Regions from separate parts of the Zea mays genome. Here all the other regions are linked to region 1. The links are chromatin contacts, called in public Hi-C maps. All regions are on one chromosome and are shown on one strand. The core of a region is the stretch at or near the end of the contact, and the rest is flanking DNA. Distances in the headings are between cores, read along the strand shown.

The links. A called contact is a pair of places that touch in the nucleus more often than the background predicts.
Region 2: a contact with region 1 is called in a Hi-C map of endosperm, with 3 times the contacts expected there. The contact joins the promoter of LOC100383543 here to the promoter of LOC100191851 in region 1. A contact is called at or near these places in 3 of 25 Hi-C or Micro-C datasets (ear, endosperm and tassel).
Region 3: a contact with region 1 is called in a Hi-C map of ear, with 2.5 times the contacts expected there. The contact joins the promoter of LOC100285815 here to the promoter of LOC100191851 in region 1. A contact is called at or near these places in 2 of 25 Hi-C or Micro-C datasets (ear and endosperm).

The regions. Positions count from the first base shown.
Region 1 is chr1:226,684,977-226,689,896 of Zm-B73-REFERENCE-NAM-5.0, reverse strand. LOC100191851 reads left to right here and starts at 2,818. Exons shown (of 19, transcript NM_001137275.1): 1 at 2,818-2,974; 2 at 3,208-3,371; 3 at 3,448-3,560; 4 at 3,668-3,742; 5 at 3,829-3,942; 6 at 4,457-4,524; 7 at 4,617-4,700; 8 at 4,822-4,875. The coding sequence starts at 2,882.
Region 2 is chr1:227,403,610-227,408,529 of Zm-B73-REFERENCE-NAM-5.0, reverse strand. LOC100383543 (Pentatricopeptide repeat-containing protein chloroplastic) reads right to left here and starts at 1,955. Exons shown (of 1, transcript NM_001176191.1): 1 at 1-1,955. The coding sequence starts at 1,869.
Region 3 is chr1:227,209,709-227,214,628 of Zm-B73-REFERENCE-NAM-5.0, reverse strand. LOC100285815 reads left to right here and starts at 2,985. Exons shown (of 2, transcript NM_001158705.1): 1 at 2,985-3,765; 2 at 4,696-4,920. The coding sequence starts at 3,121. It overlaps LOC103645318 (la-related protein 6C), which reads right to left and starts at 1,877. Exons shown (of 10, transcript XM_008668391.3): 1 at 1,448-1,877; 2 at 962-1,043; 3 at 720-814; 4 at 536-607; 5 at 353-432; 6 at 147-240; 7 at 1-22. The coding sequence starts at 1,810.

The DNA of each region.
Region 1 (4,920 bases), core at 1,569-4,068:
CCGTTGGCCCGGCCACGCGTCACGCGCGGATTGCGCGGCCGACCGTTGGCTCACCGGACAGTCCGGTGCACCACCGGACAGTCCAGTGATTTATATCCGTATGCTGCCGTCGAGACCCGAGAGCAGGCAGTTCACCAGACGCCAGCCTGGCGTACCGGACACTGTCCGGTGCACCCAGACTGAGCAGAGCCTTGGCTGCTCGAGCCAAGTCTTTTCCATTTGTCTTTTCTCTGATTCTAGCACTTAGACAAATATGTTAGTACACAAAAACCAAAGTACTAAGTCTAGAATCATACCTTCGTATTGATTTGCACTTTGTCCACCATTTGGCATAGTTTAAACACATAACCATTTGTGTTGGCACTTTAATCACCAAAATACTTAGAAATGGCCCAAGGGCACATTTCCCTTTCAAGATGGACTCCTTTTCCTTGTCGTTGACCACCATCCCCTTTCTCTTAGGATCCATCTCTTCGGGCGGTTAGTCCCTTAAATGAAGAGTATGGCTCTGATACCAATTGAGAGCACCTAGAGGGGGGTGAATAGGTGATCCTGTAAAATCAAACACTAAATAGCCATAGACTTGATTATTAAAGTGTTAGTTAAATCAAGTGGCTATGGAACACGCTCGTGCGAACAAAACAATCACAAGAATCAACACACGAGACACGCGATTTTTATCCCGTGGTTTGGCCAAGTAACACTTGCCTACTTCCACGTTGTAGTGTCCCAATGGACGAGGGTTGCACTCAACCCCTTTCAAGCGATCCAATGATCAACTTGAATACCACAACTTTCTTCCTTATAGTCTTTCTCCCGTTTGCGAGGAATCTCCACAATTTGGAGCCTCTCGCCCTTACAATGATGATCACAAAAGAAACACAGAAGTAAGGGAGGAGAGCAACACACACAAGACTCAAATGCGTAGCACAACCACGCACACAAGTGAAGACTTGAGCTCAAACGACAACACAGGGAGTTCACAACTCGAATGGAGCTCAAATCACTAACACAGCGAATCAAATGTGTGGGAGCGGAGTCTGGATGTCTTAGTATGCTTAGAGAAATGCTTGGTGTACTCCTCCATGCGCCTAGGGGTCCCTTTTATAGCCCCAAGGCAACTAGGAGCCATTGGAGATCAATTTGGAAGGCATTTCTTGCCTTCTGTCGAGTGGTGCACCGGACAGTCCGGTGCACCACCGGACAGTCAATGTTCATGTCCGGTGCGCGATCTCCTCCATATCGGGCGCAACCGACCATTGCTCATCCGGGCCCGTTGGCGCACCGGACACTGTCTGGTGCACACCGGACAGTCCGGTGTGCCCAACCGACCGTTGGAGCGAGACACGCGTCGCCCGCAGATTGCGCAGCCGACCGTTGGCCGCGAGCGCCGTTGGCTCACCGGACAGTCCGGTGAATTTTAGCCACGTCGCTTTTTCATTTCCCGAGACCGACGAGTTCGTCGCGGATGACTCACCGGACAGTCTGGTGATTTATAGCCGTACAACTCCGTCGATTTCCGAGAGCAGCTGGTTCACCGTCGGCTAGCCTGGGGCACCGGACAGTCCGGTGTGCCAGGCCGAGCTGGAGTTTGGCTGCACACAGCCAAGACTTTTCCATTGCATTACTTCTTCTCTTAGCCCTGTTTCTAGCACTTAGAGAAACACATTAGTGTACAAAATAATATACTAAGTCTAGAAACATACCTTGTACTTTAATTTGCACTTTTCACACATTGTTTAGCACATAAGAACTTAATCAATTGTGTTGGGCATTTAATCACCAAAACATTATAGAAATCGCCCAAAGGCACATTTCCCTTTCAAGAGGAACATATATATATGGGTACGTTAAATGCTAGTCACAGTTTATGAGATCTGGTTGGTCTCTAGATACCCATGAAAGGCTATGGAGTTTGACTTATATGCTTCAACTAGAGGGGATGCGCTCGGCAGTACGATCGACGTTACAGTAAATAAAGATTGATGATGAGTAGCACAGTCGACAGTACGATCAATAGTTGATGTGGCGATCGACAAGACACTGGTTCACTGGAACCAGCATAAGATAGTTGATAACCTTTCTAAGTCAGCAGGTCGTGCATATGGTCGTATAAACACTATTTGCACTGTAAATAGCAACGTGATAGGGGATGAAATAGGAGAGTTGATGGAGATAACATACGAGGGCAAGATGATTGAGCATCCTAAATTTCATGTTTTTTATTGCCAGACACTTGCTCATCATCGGACTTGTAATGCCATGTATGTGCTAGAAAACAGCGATTAGTAACAAGATCTCCATCTCTGTAACATGTATGTGATGCAAAGAAGGTTTAACTTAACATAACACAATCACACTCCTTTCGTTAAATTTTTTTTGAAAGAAAGAGATTGGAGGGGATTTTAGCCCTCAATCCCCTCCCTTCCAAACAATGGCTAAATAACACAATCACAAAACCACGAGAGAAGGCATGAAGGAAACCACAAGCGCGCCAGGCATGAAGGAAACCACAAGCGCGCCAAAACCACCCCCAGGCGGCAGCGCCCGTAGGCACCAACCCACCCACAGAGAAGGCATGAAGGAAACCACAAGCGCGCCAGCGCAGCAGTCGGGGAGAAGTGGAAGTGGACTCGAGGATCACTCTCGCTATCGACTACGCTATCTCAACTGCCACGGACAATCGAAACCAACAGTGAATCAGCCGGCGCCGCAGCATGCCTGTACCTCTCGGCTCTCGCTCTTATCCCCACCCACCTCGCTTTCTCCCCTCTACAAGAAAGCGACCACCGCTGTGAATCAGCAGAGCTGCAGTGAGAGCAAGTGAGAGGATCAGAGGAGGCATCCGTGACCAAAGATCGAGTAGCCAAGAAGAAGAGAGATGAACGCCGACTTCGGCGCGCCCAAGGAGCTCGCGGGAGGCCTGCAGCAGCGGCGGGCCCTGTACCAGCCCCGCCTCCCGCCATGCCTCCAGGTGATTCCCATTTGGTCGAGCGATCACCCGCCTTTCATCTGTGCGATTCCTGTCCGCCTGCTCATCTGACATCTCTCCCCCGTCTCTGCTGGGCGTGATTCTGATCCCTCATGATTTTTTGGTGGTGGTGATTGGGAGGGGTTATTGGGGGTTTACCCTTCTTGATTCCTCTATCTATCGACGGCCAAACAATCGGTTTTGACTTTTGACCCAATTCCTTCCTTCTCCTCCAGGGACCGACGGTAAGGGCGGAGTACGGTGACGCGACCACAACCATCGATCCCACCTGTGCCCAAGCCGTCGCGCAGGCCTTCCCGCACACCTTTGGCCAGCCGCTCGTCAGCTTCGTCGCGCCGGCCGCCGGCGCCGGCGCCGTTGAGGAGCGCCACCCGATCAGGCCCGCCTCATGACGCCCTGTCTAATCATGTGCGTGCGAGATCGCGCGAGGCTTGCCTGAATTTGCTTCCTTGCAGGGTGGGCGTGGTGTTCTCTGGGAGGCAGTCGCCGGGAGGGCACAACGTCGTCTGGGGCCTCCATGACGCACTTAAAGCCTACAATCCTCAGAGCTTGCTCTACGGATTCGTCGGTAACCAAAATCTCGCAAATTACCTATTCGGTCACATTTTTGGCTATTTATACAAAGTACCTTTTCCTCCAGTATCTTTTTTAAGATTTGTGTGCTTCGTGTTATAGGTGGCACGGAGGGACTGTTTGCAAACAAGACGTTGGAGATCACAGACGATGTTCTTGCTTCCTATAAGAACCAAGGTTGGCTTCACTTGTTCTCCCCTAACTAATTGTGGCCAGGTTTCTGTTATTCTCAATACTGGGATATTTTGTTTGCTCTTTTCAAGGTGGTTTCGATTTGCTCGGTAGGAGTATCGATCAGATCCGCACTACTAAGCAAGTGAATGCTGCAATGACAACATGCCACAGTCTGAACTTGGATGGGTTGGTCATCATTGGAGGTACTAATTAAGGACACCCAATGCCCACAAAAGGCTACCAAAATCCGTCCACCTTTTGTTTTGACATAATTTGCATGGACATGCCACAAGTCACTACCGGAATCCGGCTCTTTGCCGAGTGCCGATGGGTTTGCGGAGTGTTTTTTTCGGGCACTCGGCAAAGAAATCAATAATTTTCACTAGTGATGATTTTTATCTCCTCTGTCCTAAATATAATTCTTTCTAGCCTTTTTTCTGTCCACATTCGAATGAATAATAATGAATGCAGACATACAAACAACATTCATAGATCAATTAATGAATGTATGTTTAATCTAAAACAAATTATATTTTGCGACAGAGAGAGTATTTTATAAACAAATTTACCATGCAGTTGGTGACCATCCAACCAGTTTAAATTTTGTTATGTTCTAACATGTGAAAACTCAATACATGTTTATCATTAGAATTACCTGGATTTTTCTAGTGGTTCAAACTAGCATTTAAAAAAACATCGTTCTCACTTGGTCTACAGGTGTGACCTCCAATTCAGATGCTGCACAGCTTGCGGAGACCCTTATTCAGAATAACTGTAAGACCAAGGTATAACCATTATTAGTCTAAACTGTTTTTAAATGCTCATATTCTTGGAGCACATATAAGACTCCTAAGAATCCAAAACCTTCATTAAACAGGTTGTTGGTGTGCCAGTTTCATTGAATGGTGACCTCAAGAACCAGTTTGTTGAAACAACAGTTGGATTTGATACAGTATGTAAGGTAAAGCGCAGTCTAGTAGAAATTTTGCATAATGTGTAGATCCTGATGGAACTGTAATCAAATATGACATACCATTGCCAATCTGTCACTAATGTCATTTTGTGTGGTAACTACTTTTCAGGTTAATTCACAGCTTGTAAGCAATGTTTGTCTTGATGCGATCTCAGCTGGAAAGGTAATTATCTTGTCACCCATTTGGATTAGTAACTAAGCAGGCTGC
Region 2 (4,920 bases), core at 706-3,205, 720 kb before region 1:
CTGTATCACCGGGTTGTAAGCTTTTGGAGTAGGTCTAATCCCTTTAATTCGCATGCCTCTTAAAAGCTTCAAAGCAACCTGAGTCCTACCAGCCTTGCATAGACCATTAATGAGTGTTCCATATGTGACAACATCAATTTCAAATCCATTTGCTGTCATAGTTTCTAAAATATCAGCTGCCTTCTTGAGGTCCCCCTGCTTGCAGTAATGTGTTAGAATAGAATTATAAGTGATATTACTAGGTTGTAATCCTTCCTTCACCATTTGCTCAATAAGTTCTGTTGCGTCATCGATCCTCTTGGCCTTGCACAAGCCATCAATAAGAGTATTAAATGTGACAGCACTCCTTGAAATACCATGTGCATCCATTTGATCAAAAACCTCCTCAGCTTCTTCTATTCTCATTTGCTTGCATAATGCATCAATTATTGTGTTATATGTCACTGTACTCCGAGGGCAACCATTGGATTCCATCTCCTTCAATAAATCCAAAGCATTTACAAGCTTCCCCATTGAGCAAAGATGATCAATCAAAATGTTGTATGTAACTTCATCAGGAGCGCATCCACTGCTCTTCATCTCCTCAAACAATCGAATGCCAAGATGAGGATCTCCTACCTTGCAAAGGGCATTTATCAAAATATTGAAAGTATAGACATCTGGAGAAAGTCCCTTCACAGTTAGCTCACGTGCAAGGTCCAATGCTTCCTCAAGTCGATTCTGTGAGCACAGAGCAACAATGAGAGTGTTGAACGTTGTGGTGTCAGGCAAACAACCCCTATCCACCATCTGATTTACAATTCCCTTGGCCTCATCAAGCTCTCCATTTTTACTGAGGCAGTTGATAACAGTATTGTAGGTGAAAACATCAGGATCATGGCCCTCCTGAAGCATCAGATCCATGACTTTCAAGGCATGGCTGACATGTCCGTTTTGGCACAAACAATGAACAAAAGTATTATATGTGACCTGATCAGGTTCAAATCCATCAGCAATCTCTTTCTGTATGTAGCCAAGCGCATCTTCCACTCTTCCCATCTTGCAGTAGCCATTAATCAGAACATTGACAGTTACCCTTGTTGGTGAGCATCCAGTTTCCATCATCTTTGTCTTCACCCTCAGAGCCGCCTCAATGCTTCCCTCCTCAATAAATCCTTGCATCAACGTGGTGAATGTGGTCTCATCAGGCGCCACAGCATGGCTCGACATCTCCTCCAGCATCAAGACCGCGGTCCTGACCTGATGCGCCCGGCACAGCGCCTTGATCAGCGTGTTGAGTGTCACAACATCAGGCTGAATCCCGCGATCAGTCATCTCGTTGTAGACCGACTCCAGGAGCTTCATCCTGCTCCCCTCCGCAAGGACATTGAGGAGGTGGTTGTACACCGCCGTGTCCGCCTGAACCCCGAAGGTGTTCAGCTGGTTCCGAACTAGGTCCACGGCATCGTCGAACCGCCGCAGCCGCGCGTAGCTCTCGACAAAAGACCGCACCACGCCAGCCCCGGCCTCATGCCCTTCCCGCCGCATCTCCCGGACAAGCCCCTCCATCAAGTCGAACGCGCCGGCCGTGCCGAGCTTCTGGATGATCTCCTCGTACACGGCGCGGCTGGGGGCGAAGTCCTCCCGCGCGAGCGCCGAGTTCAGCATCTGGAGCGCTGCCTCGGGGTCCGCCTGCTCGCGCAGAGCGGTGAGGAGCCGGTCTTGGTCGGAGATGGCGTAAACCCGGAGGGGCGCGGGACGGGGACGACGCCGGCGAGGCCGAGGCCGCAGCGCGGGTGGCCAGGCATGGACATTGCACAGGCACGCAGACGCCGCCGCTGGTGCTGGCGAAGCGCGGGAGAAGGAAGCTAGGTACGACGTGGCGGCCATTGTGACAATGTCGCAAGCATTTGGTGCGCGTTCTTCTGGGCTACAAGGGATGGTAAGCTCAGAGGCCGGCGGTGCAAATGAAGCAAATGGGTCAAGGGGATTGTAGTTGTTGGGACCTTGGGTATTGGGAGCAATTGACAAGAAGGCGGGTGAAAGGGAACAAACGAAAGCTTCCACTTCCACTTCCAGAACTTGCGCGCTGGCGAACAGAAGGGAAGAGGAAGAAGCAGTGCGGCACCGTGACTTGAAGCCGAAAAGATAGGGTACAGCTGTACAAGGCTTTTTTTTCCCTCCTTTTTGGTTTGGCCCCTACGCTCCTTGTTTTTTGTGTTCCTTTGGCTGTCGTGATTTTTTTTTTCTTTTCATCAGACTCCTGCATTTTTTTTGTGATTCCCGTCTCTACTGATGCTTTGCCTAACCCTCATATATTCGAATTCTAATAAATACGTAGAATATTCTCTTATCTATAGTCTTCAATGATATTATTATCTAAAGTCTCCTCTAAATACAGAAGACACTCATACATTCTCTCTTTATAAGGACTTTGTCTTCTCTGCTCTATCAATTTTTATACTTTAGACAAAGAATTAAGTAAATTTAAATATGTACAATATATTTAAGGGTGTAAAATACATATGTATAAAAATTTAGAGAAAAACATATGTAATACGAGCCTTTGATGTATAGAAAACGAGATATAGAGGATGTTGTTGATGATGAATGAGATATATAAAATAAATTCTTTTAGAGGAGTCTGTAATAGATCATCATAAAAAAAATATAGAGGACTCCTCTAGAGATGGTTTATAAATTCCATGTATCATGTAGCTGGTCAATATAGAACCCGGATCACTAGAGCTCGACAGTTCTAAACTGCCACTACCAACTAATGGTGTCTATTTCTTCTCTGTGTTAAAATACGTGTCCAAGTTAATTCCTTTTTATGGTAGATTTTCTAATAGATTGTGTCATAAATTAATTTTATAACCTGTATCAACTTAGAAGTCCTAGTTATATACTCTATCATATAAGGAGTTGAACCATGCATATAAATATAGAGATGTTGCTTTTATGAAAGGTGCAGCGCTTTCAGACACATCTGGCTTTTAACATAGTAATTAGAGTAAGTAACTCAATAATCTAGCCACCACAATTACATGGCTACATTCTTAGCTGTGATTTTTTAGCTAGACATACTATTTGAAAGTCGCCTAGAGGGGGGTGAATAGGCAAATCTAAAATTTATAAACTTTAAGCACAACTACAAGCCGAGGTTAGCGCTAGAAATATAATCGAGTCCGAAAGATAGGGCGAAAACAAATCACAAGCAAATAAGAGCGAATGACACGGTGATTTGTTTTACCGAGGTTCAGTTCTTGCAAACCTACTCCCCGTTGAGGTGGTCACAAAGATCTGGTCTCTTTCAACCCTTTCCCTCTCTCAAACGGTCACCTAGACCGAGTGAGCTTTTCTCTTCAATCAAACGAGACACTTAGTCCATTACAAGGACCACCACAACTTGGTGTCTCTTGCTTTGATTACAAGTGAGTTGAGAACAAGAATGGAGGAAGAAGAAAAGTGATCCAAGCGCAAGAGCTCAAAAGAACACGGCAAAAACTCTCTCTTCTAGTCACTATTGCTTTGAGTGGAATTGGGACTTGGAGAGATTTTGATTCACTCTAATTGTGTCTTGTATTGAATGCACTAGCTCTTGTATTGAATGTGTTGGCTGAAAACTTGGATGCCTTGAAGTGTTGGTGGTTGGGGGTATTTATAGCCCTAACCACCAAAGTGTCCGTTGGGGGAAAGCTGCTGTCGAAGGGCGCACCGGGCAGTCCGGTACGCCACCGGACACTGTTCGATGCGCTAGCCATGTCACCCAACCGTTAGGGTTCGACCATTGGAGCTTCTGACATGTGGGCCACCGGACAGTCCGGTGGTGCATCGGACAAGTCCTGTTCACTGTCCGATGCGCCATCTGGCGCCTGCTCTGACTCTGCGCGCATTCGGCACTGTTCACTGTTCACTTTTGCAGTCGACCGTTGGCGCTGTAGCCGTTACTCCGCTTGGCACACCGGACAGTCCGGTGAATTATAGCGGAGGGCATTTCCAGAAAACCGAAGGTGGCAAGTTCGAAGTGATTCTCCCTGGTGCACCGGACAGTCTGGTGCGCCAGACCAAGGCAGCCTTCGGTTATCTTTTGCTCTTTTTATTTGAACCATTTCTTGGACTTTTTATTGGTTTGTGTTGAACCTTTGGCACCTGTAGAACTTATGATCTAGAGCAAACTAGTTAGTCCAATTATTTGTGTTGGGCAATTCAACCACCAAAATCATTTAGGAAAAGGTGTAAGTCTATTTCCCTTTCAATCTCCCCCTTTTTGGTGATTGATGCCAACACAAACCAAAGCAAATATATAAGTGCAGAATTGAACTAGTTTGCATAAGGTAAGTGCAAAGATTGCTTGGAATTAAACCAATATACATTTCATAAGATATGCATGGATGCTTTCTTCTATTTTAACATTTTGGACCATGCTTGCACCACTTGTTTTGTTTTTGCAAACTCTTTTGGAAATTCTTTTCAAAATCTTTTTGCAAATAGTCAAAGGTATATGAATAAGATTTTGAGAAGCATTTTCAAGATTTAAAATTTTCTCCCCCTGTTTCAAATGCTTTTTCTTTGACTAAACAAAACTCCCCCTTAATGAAATTCTCCTCAAAGTGTTCAAGAGGGTTTTAGATACTAATTTTGAAAGGGGTCATACCAATTTGAAATTATATCAAAAATAAGATACCCATATGAAAACTTCTTTAATACAAATTGAAAGAACATAATTTTGAAATTGGTGGTGGTGCGGTCCTTTTGCTTTGGGCTAATACTTTCTCCCCCTTTGGCATGAATCGCCAAAAACTGATACTTATGAGTGAAATATAAGCCCTTTATTACTTTCTACCTCTTTGGTAAACAATATAGGAGTGAAGATTATACCAAATTGGAGAGCGGTGTGGAGCGACGGCGAAGGATGAATAATTCGATGGAGTGGAGTGG
Region 3 (4,920 bases), core at 1,736-4,235, 520 kb before region 1:
CGTACTCTATAAGCGCATGCAGCTGTGTCAGGAAGGACAGAAGAGAACAACTGTCATTATCAGACGACGATGAGAGATACAGTACTATAACAAGAATACTGAACTGAACTGGGAGATGAAAATAAAAAAAGACCAAGTACAAGTACCTTGTTACTGGCTGGTGTGTTTGTGTCTGACGACCTAGGTGATGATCTTGCAGAGCCGGGTTCTTGCGGATGGCAGATTCTGATGTTTTTCACGCTGTAAAAAAACTCGTCGCGCACACGGTTAAGAGACGCTAGCTAGTACATGGCAAGGCTAACATGCGTAGAACAAACAAATTAAACTACATGGGCTGTTTCTCGTGTGTGACCTGCCGATGACGCCGAAGATCTTCTCGAGGCTGTTTCTCGTGGAATCCTGCGGCAAGTTCTCGGCGATGACCATCCGGCACTGCACGAGCCGGTACACACAAACAGTGATCAGTGAGCCCATTTTGTTTGAGGAACTAAAAATACCTTGTCGTCCTCTGCTCGGAATCAGCACACTAGTTCACCTGCAGCTCTTCTTTGTGTCGCTCGGTGAATGGCTGCGCCCGCCGCACCTTCCTGCCGTCGTCGCTGACAACCTGGACGGATCGGAGCCACGCCGCTCAGAACTATTTCATGGTAATCTACATATGGCTACGTACGACTTGTGTGAAAGGAAAAGGAGGCGCAGAGGTCGTAGCACCGGCTTACGAGCTTGTCCGAGGTCCGGAGAGCCATGACCAGCAGCTGGCTTGTTACCCCCATGGCCTTGATCTTCTTCCAGGATGATATGACAGACAAAGGGACTGCCCACAAAACGTAACGGTTGGACACCATTTAGTTTCCACCGCAAGTTTTAATGGAAGATAGAAAATTTCATCATCAGTTCTAGATCTCTAGGCTCTTTTCTTTATTGTTGTGTACGATAAAAAGTTGCTGCATTTTTTAAGTACCATAGCCCTCGGGATCCTTGTTCATGATCTTTGTCAGAAAATCGTTCGCAACCAAGTTCGTGTCACTGAATTGGTACTCGACCTGCATGCACAAAGGTGAGAACAATGAAACTATAAGGGCAACAACCACTGTAAAACCCAAAAGCAAAAACAAAACAAATCAAAAACGTCCAACAGCGCATGATCTACAACGTAGATCCGAGAATCACGAGAATTATCACTGAAATAAAAACGTCACTAGTTAAGTTGTGATAAATAAATGTCTGCATCATTGAAGAAGTTCAGGATGAGGGAACCAAAGATCATGCGGCTCCCTGATCTGTTAGATTAGAGCAGAGAAGATCACCTGCAGCAGCATGCGCTCTCGGCGTTTCCGGTTTTTTTTTCCCAGAGATCTACAGTTCTACGCGACGGTGACTCGGCGTCAAGCGACGCGAGTAATGTGCACCGGAAACAGCAGAATAATTAAGCGAGGAGGTTCCGAACCTGCTTGACAATCTTATCTGCGATGTCGGCCACACTTGCGCCGCCTTTGGGGTTAGGGTAGCCATTGATGCCGCCGGTAGCTCTGAGGATGTCGCAGTGTCCAAAGTCCGGCAGGAAGGACGACGGCGACGTGGGGTCCGGCTCGGCAAAGAAGTTCATCCAGTCCGTGCCCAGCCCGCCATCGCCGGAAAGCTGCACGAACGGAGAATAGTAGCCGCCGCCGGCGGCGGCCGCCGCCAAAGGGCTGGCCACCGGGACGAACTCCCGCGCGTGCACGTTGAGCCTGAACGGCATGGAGCAGCCGCCGCTGCCAGCCGACGCCGCCTTGCTGGAGCTCTCGCGGGCGCGGCCGTCCTGTGCCATCGCCTCTTGTTCCGTCGACGACTGCTGATGCGATCGAGCCTGTGCCAGCCTGGGGCTGCCCGCTGCATCCACGTGTAAGCATATAGCGTACGTGTTTGACCTCTTCTCACTCAGCGTAATATTTTGTGAGGTGGGAGCGTTTCTAGCATACGGACTAGTTTTTTTTTATATAAAAAAAGTGATAGGAACTCTGTCATCCGTTAAAGTAGGAAGAAAAGAATTTGATAGGAACTCAGCCAGCCTCCATGCTGCTGTGTTCAGACTAGTTCCCACCCCACCAACGACCCGAGTAGCATTAGATATGCTGACAAGGGCCCCAAGTCATTCCATTCCATCCAAATTTTCTCTATTTTAACACAAGCGGTCGTTTTAGGTAAAAAAAATTTGTGAAAAATATGTAGCGACGATTTCAAACCCATTCACCCTGTCAAATCCTCTCTATTTTAACACATTTTATTTCGCATAGTTAACAATTTGCAGCAATCATCCTATAATTTCAAAGCATAGACTTTATCCTAACAAATCTAAAGATACACCACCCATTTCATCGCATTTTCTTTTGCAGAGTTGGTCCCCTCAGCTAAGGATCTTGATTTTTGCAAGATCTTCGACTGGATCCGGATGTAACCGCTATCTTAGATACGATTTAGCATGGCTCTGTTTTTAGCTTGAGCTCCAGCTCCACTGGTTGTTTTCATAGAGCATTTAGCAAAACAACTGCCTATATATATAGAAGCTGTTTTTGTGAAAGTCTATCCCTTTGGTTGGTCTTTTGATTTTTTTGGAAGCAAGAGCAGGTTTGGAATCCAAAGCTTCAGAAAAGTACTTCTCCTAAAAAAAAGAACGCTAACTAACTGGACAGCTAGTTAGTTACAGTCCAGATAAATTTTTAAGGCTGGTGCTTTTCGGTAGCATAAATTTCACAGCATCTTAAGCCATGTTTTTGGCTTCCAACTTGTTTTTTTAAATCTGTACATAAACAAAATAACTGACAACTGTTTTAACAAATATAAAAAGAAGAGATATATTTTATAGTTGTTTTAAACTAACATATTATATTTTTTTCAGCGTATAATCCGTACTTTTTTTTCACAGCTCACGGTTTCTGAGATCTCCAGTCCATCGTGCGAGCCTCCGTATAGTTAAGCCAGGCCCAAATTACGTTGTCTCGGCCCACAAATGCTGGACAGCTCAACGAGTCACTTTTGCCGTACTACCGGGCCAGCGCCGGAGCGCAATACCCGGAGCCCGGCGGCCTTCCCACGTTACCCGGCACCGCCGTCGGCTGCTGCTGCTCCCGCAAAGCCCGAATGCCTGCACCGCCGGCCGCACCGCCGGTGCCACCGGCCGCTCCCTGGCGTCGGCACGCTCCCACGGCGGCCTCCTCTACTCCCAGAACCGTCCTGCTCCTCCTACCGATCCTCCTGCTGCTCCTCTTCGTGCTCTCCAAAGCGACGGATCTAACCTTCTCCACCACCACCACCTCCTCCTCCTCCTCCCGCCATGTTCCAGTCAACCTCCGCTCCTTTGACTGCTACGCCTCGCCGCAGGCTTCCCCGATGGTCGCCAACCTTGTGGAGGGCGTGCCCTACCCCTTCTTCTACTCGCTCGCCGACATGGGTACCCTCCCCGACCACCCCCACAAGAACATCGCTCGTCTCCTCAAGGGCAAGCGCTTCCGCAAGCCCGACATCTCCGAGACCATCCAGGAGTTGCTCGGCGGGGAGGTGGGGAAGGGGGAACCATCCGGTGGTTTGGTGGTGGACGTGGGTGCCAATGTTGGGATGGCATCATTCGCGGCCGCCGTGATGGGGTTCCGGGTGCTTGCATTCGAGCCCGTGTTGGAGAACCTGCAGCGGATATGTGATGGGGTCTACCTCAACCGGGTGCAGGACCGCGTTGTGGTGTATCACGCTGCAGCTTCTGATCGAGTTGGGACTACTACGATGCACAAGGTAATGGTTCTGATCATGCAACTTTGTGTTGTCACTGTTATAATTGCTAAACGCAGTCATTTAGAATTGGAAAGTGCTGTGTTCTTTTACCCAATGAATGGACATCTTTTGCATACTGGTCTCTATGTATGGCACTTTGATCATGTTATTGGCAGAACAAGCTTGCATGGATGTCACTGTAATTAGAGTCGGAATTGTAACCAAGTCCCCCATAGGCTCTACAGTCTACACTTGATTCATAACTAGAAAGCTTCTCTGGTATAGTGGTGCTTCACTAACCGGGGCGCCGAAATACCGAAATAGGAATTATGCTTGCTATTATTAGAAATGTCCAAAAAATTATCATATCCGTGAAGCAGAAAGCCAGAAACATAAATGTACTCACATTAATGGGGAATAGATGGAACTGAATTAGTTAATTCATGTTGACATTGTCAATTTATCGAGAACTCTCTTTTCCTCGGTGAAACAAGAATCTATTTTGCTCAAAGCAAAGGCAAGGAACACTTACTTTAGCCGTTGTTTCTTTTGTGATATGTCTTCCTTAAGGAACAAGCTTCCATGGGAAATCAGTATTACTTGTCCAATCTCATACTGATAAACTTTAATATTGTTAAAGCAAAAGAATGAACTTTTCATTATAGGCTTACTATTTTTCTCAGGAATTTATAGCCTGTATATTTCTTTGAACATTCATGTGCAACCATGATTGATTGATTGCCACTATCACATATCTGAAATTAGGCAAGACATAAGTGCATAAACAAGATCCACATGCATGTAAGACATTACAGTTTGGCAATTATTCTGATTCCTAGTTTTACAAGAGAAATTTACATGATCTATAAATCTCAAATTGCTTTCTATGTTTCTGGGTAATGCTTCTGTTTTGCTTTTTTCCACTACTTATTGCGTATTCTGGTAACCTAGGTGATTGGCCGACTTGACAACAGTGCTATATCTGCAATTGGTGCAAAGTTAGCATTCAAGTCTAATGCAGAAGTTGCTGTTGAAGTTTCCACAATTCCATTGGATGAAGTTGTTCCAGATACTGAGAGAGTTCTTCTGATCAAAGTTGATGTTCAAGGCTGGGAATACCATGTACTGAGAGGTGCATCAAAATTGCTTTCAAGGAGGAAAGGTGAAGCTCCCTAC